2 separate regions of the Macaca mulatta genome follow, and region 2 is linked to region 1. The links are chromatin contacts, called in public Hi-C maps. All regions are on one chromosome and are shown on one strand. The core of a region is the stretch at or near the end of the contact, and the rest is flanking DNA. Distances in the headings are between cores, read along the strand shown. Region 1 holds the start of RBM4B (RNA binding motif protein 4B). Region 2 holds the start of LOC713490 (RNA-binding protein 4).

Region 1 (4,268 bases), core at 838-3,337:
CACGGTAGCCACAGGCATCATGACTACTGAGTGCGTGAAACGTGTCTGGTATACACCTGAAAAATTGAATTTTAAATTTTATCTAATCTTAGTTAATTTCAATTTACTAAACCACATGTAGTTACCATATTAGCACAGTTCTAGAGTCTTCTGACAACCTCTTGTGGTATTAGTGACAACATAAGTACCTTTATCATCAGTATAAATAGTATGATGCTTTTACTGGAATTTCTTCAGAAGCGGGACCATCATTCTCATTTAGTCTGATATGTTTAGAAATTTCTTTTTCTTAGGGTTAAATAATAGTAGGTGGAGCAGAACACTCCATGGCATGTTTTTTGACTCTGCTTGAATAGATTGCACAAATCTGAGCAACCAAAAGATACTCCCGCAGATCGACTTGCCACCCAGATTTAGAATATAGGGCTTCCTCTAGATGTCTTTTTTCTTCTTTCCCACCAGTATCCATCACCCAAAGCAGTAAAGAATATAAATCTTAAGCACTTAAACCCTCAAATATAAGGCTTCCCGATCATAACTAAAGACACAGGTAAGCCACAGACCTTTATCCTCCCTTCTCTCATGAGGTACTCGTTTCCCCAAGCAGATTACACCTCCAACAGCACTCGAATGAATGCAAGAATCTCGCAGGATAAAGTAACCCACAGTCTGCGATTCTATGCAGTCGGTGAGCAACATCTTAGCAAACCTGAAAAGGGGAAGTGTTTGCTTCCCCAGAGGTAAACTATGCTTAAGAGCGGAAAACATAATCTATTATTTCCAGCTAAAACAGAATGAAAGAGACCACCCTGCCAGTTCTATAGTCTTGTGTTCTTGCCTGTCTTGAGCTAGACCCCACTCGGCTCTACTACCCAGGCCCAGAGCAGTTCACCTTGAAACTCTGTGTTGTCAAGGCCCCTGATGGCCTCCACTGCATCCTCTGCCCGCTCCATGTGTACGAAGGCATAATCTTTCACGATGTCACATTCGATGACCGGACCATACTCCTCAAACTTGGCTCGAAGCTCTTGGTTGGTACAAGTGGGGCTGATGTTACCCACGTGTAACTTGGTTGAAGCTTTGCTCTTATTCTTGCTGGCTTCCACGTTGATGTTCACCCCATGAAGCTTGTAATGGTGCAGGTTGCGTATGGCATCCTCAGCTGCCGTCTTGTCTTCTATGTGCACAAAGCCATAGTTCTTAATGATGTCACATTCCAGCACCTTCCCATACTGTTCGAAAAGAGAGCGAATCTCCTGCTCTGTGGCCTCCCGGGGCAGGTTTCCGATGAACAGCTTCACCATCCTGACAAGAGCCTGGGAGAGAAAAACAAGATTTCAAAAGTCAGGGGTGTGGTGGGAAATTTCGGTGCACTGCAGCATTTTCATCTAATCCTCCAAAGTTCTTGCACCTTCAGAGACCCTCGCATAGACATTCATTATTCTTCCTCAGTAGAAGGGCGGTTTGTTCTTGAGAAGTGCGAACTATGTGTGACATGGAAACAGGAGGTCGAGGGTCAGCATGCATAGCACAGTCTATCACCTCTGTGAAATGGAGCGCAATGAAATACCAGAATTAGCTGTTTAATGTCTTAAAATGAGGAAAGAGAAAAGCCCAAGCAAAGGCAAGGGGTATCTATCGCAGTGCGCCTGGTAACAAGGTTTTGGAGGGAAATCTGTGTACCTCTCCTCCACGCACTAGCACCTTTCAAGATACACTAAAAGGAAAAAAGTCCCCTTTCCCTCTAACCGGGACCAACCACCCGCCCCCCAGCGGCCCACCCTCCAGCTTCTTCGCTCCAACAAAGACTCGACCCGACCCCTGCCCCGCCTCCTTCCGGAGACCCGGTCCCGCCTCCTCCCGTTGTCTCCCCGGACCTCCCGCAGCAAAATGAGAAACCCAAATCCCCGCCATGCCTTCTGCAGGAGGCCCGGCCCGGCCCGGCCCGCCCCGCCCCGCCCCCGAGCTCCCCACATCACACACACAAGACCCCCTCGCACCTCCGGGTGGCGGCGGCGGCGGCGGCGGCTCCCGCGTCAGGGAGAACCCTACAAAATGGCGACGGGCGCTCGAGCCTCGACGCGACCGGGCCCTTTCTCGCGGGCCAGCTCACGCACCGGCTCACGCACGCGCGAGTACGCGCTGCTTCCCTCCCCTTCCCCTCGCGGGAGCCGAGTGACCAATCGCGAGGCTGCATACAAATGACCTCGCAACACGGGGGCGGGGCCTCTTGGTGGCGGCACAGCGCCGCGGAGGTCAGCCCACCCCCAGCCCCAGCCAGCCAGTCATCACCCTGGAAAGGATCGCCACTCCTGCGTCAGAGGGGCTCTGGACGCAACCACTGCCTAGAAAAGCGGAGGCCCCGGGGAGTCACTCACCATCACAATGGGTCCTGCTATTGGGCCCTCTGAGGAGGCCGGAGAGCTAATGACAAAGGGGAATCTCCCCGAGGGCCCTAAAAAGGGGCTTTCGTAGCGGGCTGGCCGGCCTCTGTGGCAGCTTGGGGCAACATTTCAGAAATACAGGCGCGCCACATTTTAAGCAAAACTAGTCATTGTTTTGTAGCGCTTTAAACATTATTTTAGTGTTTCATTACAGACGTGTTATTTATTGGTACGGAAACTGAGAACGAAGGGGCAGAAGGATAACCTGGCAAAACTAGGACAGGCCTAAGAGGCATTGCTACCCAGGCTACGCTTAGTCATGTTTTGTTTGCTCGTGAGTATCCGTGGTCTGGTTCTCTCTCATTGTGTGTCCATCACAGTCCTGGTCTGTGGTGAACACACGAGAGGAATACTTGGTGGAGAGGCCCAGCAAGGTCTCTAGTTAAGGGTGGGACAGGGTCTCCTCGTCCACACCACGCTGGAAGTCTAGGCTACTGTGAGTTTCCCAACTGTCTAGCATTGAGAATTCAGCTGTGGTCCAAGGGCACCTCCTAGCGGTAAAAACAAGCTTAGGCGGGCCGGGCGCGGCGGCTCACGCCTATAATCCCAGCACTTTGGGAGGTTGAGGCGGGCCGATCACGAGTTCAGTAGTTCGACACCAGCTTGGCCAACATGGTGAAATCCCGTCTCTACTAAAAATACAAAAAATAGCCGGGCATGGCGGCGGGCGCCTGTAATCCCAGCTACTCGGGAGCCTGAGGCAGGAGAATCGTTGGAACCCGGGAGGCGGAGGTTGCAGTGAGCCGAGATGGTGTCACTGCACTCCAGCCTGGGTGACAGAGCAAGACTCGGTCTGGAAAAAAAAAAGTTTAGGTGGATTCCCCAACTGTCACCTTCCAACAAAGAGTAGCCTTTTATGGAGATTGATGGATTGGGTTTATCTCGTGGAGCCTGCCAGGGAGATTGTCAGCCACCATTCCTCATTGTAGTGGCTCCATAATGGCTTCTCTGATACCATCAGGCACACATTCCCCAGGCTGCCTTCTTCCACCCCAGCTACTTGGATATATTCTATCCCTGAGTTCCTTTTGTTTCTCAGCCATTTCAGAAGAGGCACTGTCCTTCCGATTTTATTTTATTTTTATTTTTCAATTTTTTAAAGACAGAGTATCGCTGTGTCACCCAGGCTGGAGAGCAGTGGTGCGATCTCGGCTTACTGCAACCTCCACCTCCCGCGTTCAAGCCATTTTCCTGCTTCAGCCTCCCCAGTAGCTGGGACTACAGGTGTGCGCTACCACACCCAGCTAATTTTTGTATTTTTAATAGAGACGGGGTTTCACCATGTTGGCCAGGCTGGTGTCCACTGGCCTTGGCATCCCAAAGTGCTGGGATTACAGGCATGAGCCACCACGCCCGGCCCTCAACTGTTACTACTATTATTTTTGAGTCAGGGTGTCACTTTGTTTTCCAGGCTAGAGTGCAGTGGCACCATTATGGCTCACTGTAGCCTCAACCTCCCAGACACAAGTGATCCTCCTATCTTAGCCTCTGGAGCAGCTGGGACCACAGGTGTGGGCCACCCCATCCAGCTAATTTTTAAAATGTTTTTGTAGTGATGGGGGTCTCCCTGTGTTGCCCAGCCTGGTCTCAAACTTCTGGGCTCAAGATGGTTCCACTGCAGTCTCACAAAATGCTGATTACAGGTGTGAGCCACTGCACCCGGCTTACTATGTGCTTCTAATTTAAAACAGCACTATCCTATGTTAATATCATCTACTGTTTATGCCCAAATTTCTCCTGGATTGTTACAAATGTCTTTTTACAGTTGATTTCTTCTAATCTGGACTTAAACGTTGTACATTTGTATAAATTATGTAAATGGTG
Region 2 (4,268 bases), core at 930-3,429, 43 kb before region 1:
TGACCTTGCAAGAACTGTCTCAAAAAAAGGCAGGGAGATTATTTAATGTGGTTCATTTAGGATGAGCTTGTAAAGTGTTATATAGCTAACTAGACCTAGTTGGGTTTCAGAAGTCAAATCAAGTAATTAGGTTTTGGGCTGCATGTGGAGGTGGTTAGTAGTTTTGATGTCTGCACACTGGGCTTTAACTGTGATTCTGAGAAGATTTATGTTCCCAGTCTCCTTCCAATCTGGAGAGATTATTAGTTACAATGAGTTGATCATTGATATACTTTGGTATTTTGGAAGAAAGTTTTATCCTCAGAGATGCTGAGACGAGATCTAACTGAAGGAGATGAGGATTTCTGTACCATACGCGTTACTTTTTGATGCTGGCCACCTCTGAAGGGCACGTGGCAGCTGACACAAAATTGATTTTCTTCATCACTGATCCTGTGGCCTTTACACAGAGGTGCATCAGCATCCGCAATGAAGTGGACAAGATTAGTGACCAATATATCTGTAAATGTTATGTTTTCTTTTTTTAGTTCCTTACCTTTTTTACCTTAGGATAAATTGTTGACCAGTTTTCTACAGATTCCTGAATCATGTTGGGTTTTTTTAAGTTTCACTCTTGTCGCCAGGCCGTCACAATCTTGCCTCACTGCAACCTCTGCCTCCCGGGCTCAAGCGATTCTCCTGCCTCAGCCTCCTGAGTAGCTGGGATTACAGGCACCTGCCACCACATTCGGCTAATTTTTGTATTTGTAGTAGAGACGGGTTTCACCATGTTGGCTAGGCTTGTCTTGAACTCCTGACCTCAGGGGATCCGCCTGCCTCGGCCTCCCAAAGTGCTGGGATTACAGGCGTGAGCCACCGCACGTGGCCCTCGTGTTGGGTTTTAAAACCCACTCTTTTTTTCCCCCCAAACTCTGACTTCACATTTCTCTTCATGAAACCTTTCTCTTTGGGGCATGGGTGGTGGTCAAGAAGCTGCTTTGGATGGTGGTGTGTGGTACTTGTGTCATCTTCATTCCTGATGATCACTTTCCTCATAAACTGCACTGCTTTTAGCTTGTTTTGTTCGTGTTTTAAGTTCTTCCATCCAGTCCCTGCATTCCACCTTTTAACCCTTTTCAAAAGCTGCTTTGCAGAGGGTTTTGACTAAAGTTACTTGCTTAATGAATATGGGATTATGGGAAGCAGCCTAAGGATGAGAGAAAACAAGGCAGCAGCTGGACCCTCTGGAGAATGTTACTTTGTATTTTCTTTACAGCTGGTTGTGACTAAGCTCTTCCCTCTAAAGTCGGTTCTAAGGGATTAAAACAGCCCTGGCTGATGGCGCCCAATAAAATAAAACAAAAAAACCTTTGCTGCTCCAGTTTTTTCTCAGGGTGGGGTCGGGGTATACTTTCAATCTCCATGGTCACAGAAAGGACTCTTCATCGCGGACCCTGGGAGGCTGGTTCCCAGAGGGAACTTGTCCTCAGCGTCTCCTGGACAGTGCAGCCTTCTGCCGGGCCTACTTCTGGGCCATTACAGAGGTCCTTTCACCACCTGTGAGAGGTTTGATTTTGGGGGAGCTCCGGGACTCTCAAGGCTACAGTGTGGACTACTGGCCCAAGGAGAAGGTTGGTTTCCTGAGGTGGTGGTGGTGGTGGGCGGGAGGGGGGTGTTTTTCTTACCTGGCATGTGCCTGCATAAGCTATTTCCACAGCGTCCTGGCCGCAAGGGGGGTGGTGCTTGGGAGGTTAGAGGGAGACAACTAGAGTGAACGGCAGAATGGAGCGCGGAATAGTGTCTGGCTGTGCACGTGGAGGTGGCGAAACGTGGAAGCTTAACGAAGTTGGCGCCATGAAGCTAAAGACTGCTACCCCGGGGCTCTAGCTCGCTCCGCCTAATGGCGGGCCGCACCCCGCCGGCGAAGCCCACGTTTGTAGGTCCGCCCTCACGCTGATCTCTTGCCCAATCAATGAGTTCGGCTTCGCGAAGTTGGTGCTCATTGGCTTTGGTATAAAAGCTCCGAGGTTACAGACGTTTCCACCTCTTGCCGGCCTCTCAGGTAATAGGCGTCCGTGGTAACCAATCAGGAAGAGGATCTGCGGGACCGCCGGCCTTTTACTTTATTGAGTGGCCAATCCGGTTGTAGGCTCACCTCCCCCCTCTACCCAGAGCCACTGCTGCGGCCGCCGCCATTTTAGCGTTTTGTCAGAAGCGTCCGTGCCGCGAGGAGGAGGCCCTGCTGGTTTCCGTGCGGGTGAGACTGCGAGCCCTTCCATTGCCTTTCTTGTACTCTGTTAAATCTTCTCTCACTCCCTTGGGCCTCGGGGTGTACTGGTGGGGTCGCAGCCTCCACACCCGTCACTGAGAGCCGATCTCGGTCCTCGGCATTGCGCGGTAAGCCGGGAGCAGCCCTTCCCCCCACCGCCCCCTGAGAATATCTTGCTTTTTTTTTCCCCCACCCTGCCCCGCGCCCGACGTGGCTTCTCTTGGAAGCCTCGAGATTTCCACTGGGAAAACCCCTTTTCCCTTATACCTGGCAATTACGTCCCTGTTTCGAGAATTTCTCGGGCTGTGAGACATCGTCTGGTTAATGAATCTGAAGCTCTCCTCCACGGCCACGCATTTCAGTGTTCCGCAGGAGCTCGGACGGTGCCCTGAGAGAGGCGTTCCCCAGTCCAGTACTTTCTTTATCCTCCACTCCTCGCTGTCTGATCCGAGTCGCGCGTTCACTACTTCCAAAGGAAACTCAAATGTAGCTATTGCAAGGCCTATTTCCCCGGAAATGATGGCTGCTTTGGTTACTACTTGAGGAAAAGCCTGTTGATAATTTCAGGCAGGCAGCAAGCCTAGTAGACTTTGGTTTTCTGTTGCTTTCCTAATGGATAGAAAAGCCCAGTACCCCCATCTCTCCGTATGCTGTTTTTCATGCACATTTCTGTTGGAAGGTATCAGTTCTTACTAAATCCTTTGTCTACTAAGGACCTCCCTATTGCAGACGTCTTCTCATTCTTACAGGTTCATGGCGGCTACTATAGCAGGCCTTAGTTCACTCCCACTTCCCTTTGATTGTATCGTGTGGAGGTGTGTGTGCAGGCGGGTGAGAGAAAACTGGAAATATACATCAGAGTGAAAGTCGTTGTTTTTTATGAACTGATGTGGGCCTAAGGTCTTTTGTCAGAAATCTTGTTTTTCTCTCCCAGGCTCTTGTCAGGATGGTGAAGCTGTTCATCGGAAACCTGCCCCGGGAGGCTACAGAGCAGGAGATTCGCTCACTCTTCGAGCAGTATGGGAAGGTGCTGGAATGTGACATCATTAAGAATTACGGCTTTGTGCACATAGAAGATAAAACTGCAGCTGAAGATGCCATACGCAACCTGCACCATTACAAGCTTCATGGGGTGAACATCAACGTGGAAGCCAGCAAGAATAAGAGCAAAACCTCAACAAAGTTGCATGTGGGCAACATCAGTCCCACTTGCACCAATAAGGAGCTTCGAGCCAAGTTTGAGGAGTATGGTCCGGTCATCGAATGTGACATCGTGAAAGATTATGCCTTCGTACACATGGAGCGGGCAGAGGATGCAGTGGAGGCCATCAGGGGCCTTGATAACACAGAGTTTCAAGGTGAACCACCCTCTTTGGGTAGAGGGCTGAACACAAGGCTATGTGCAGAAAGTGGTTGGATGCGTAAAAGGAGAGGTTTGGTAAAGATAACAGCTGTTGGCTGGCTGGTGGTGAAGAATTAAGTATGGGTGATGGACTTCTTAAGATGTAGAATACATGGGACTTAGAGGCTTTACCTTAGGCAGCTGTCTCCTGGAGAAAAACCACTCAGCTTTTATTTGGAGCCCCTAAGGCTTTTGTGCTCATCAGTACAGAAATCCTTTTCTCTGAAGGCTTTCTGAGTTACTGGGTTTTTTTGTTTTTTGTTTTTGCTTTTTTTGGTAGTAGAGCACAGTTCAGAGTTCCTCACTCTGAATTTATTGCTCTCAGCATAGGATCAGAATTATGCATTTTACATGAAGAACCTCGCAAAAACATGTCAAGCAACACTTTTATAGGAGCAGAATCCTTGTTAAGTTGTCCTGCCTTACACAAACTCTTAAAAGAGTTACAGCTCTTGTTTTTTTTATTATTATTATATCTGTACCAAGGGGTTGTGTTTTGAGTATAAGGCCACTCTAGAATTAGAAGGCTGATTTTAGGACTACTTGGGGAGGAGGCACTGGGGTTTTAGGGGCAGTAATGACTGTCTTTTCATTGGTTTGGGGGGCTGGACTTTATAA

What was found. Hi-C and Micro-C count contacts between places; a contact is called where the count stands out from the background.
Region 2: a contact with region 1 is called in a Hi-C map of blood, with 2.2 times the contacts expected there. The contact joins the promoter of LOC713490 here to the promoter of RBM4B in region 1. A contact is called at or near these places in 2 of 14 Hi-C or Micro-C datasets (blood and cortical neurons).

The regions. Positions count from the first base shown.
Region 1 is chr14:7,735,887-7,740,154 of T2T-MMU8v2.0, reverse strand. RBM4B (RNA binding motif protein 4B) reads right to left here and starts at 2,087. Exons shown (of 5, transcript XR_003722460.2): 1 at 2,001-2,087; 2 at 893-1,316. It also overlaps a transcript of MRPL11 not described here.
Region 2 is chr14:7,778,783-7,783,050 of T2T-MMU8v2.0, reverse strand. LOC713490 (RNA-binding protein 4) reads left to right here and starts at 2,179. Exons shown (of 4, transcript XR_013403533.1): 1 at 2,179-2,376; 2 at 3,183-3,606. All of the region lies in intron 1 of LOC144334109 (a long non-coding RNA gene), which reads left to right. It also overlaps a transcript of MRPL11 not described here.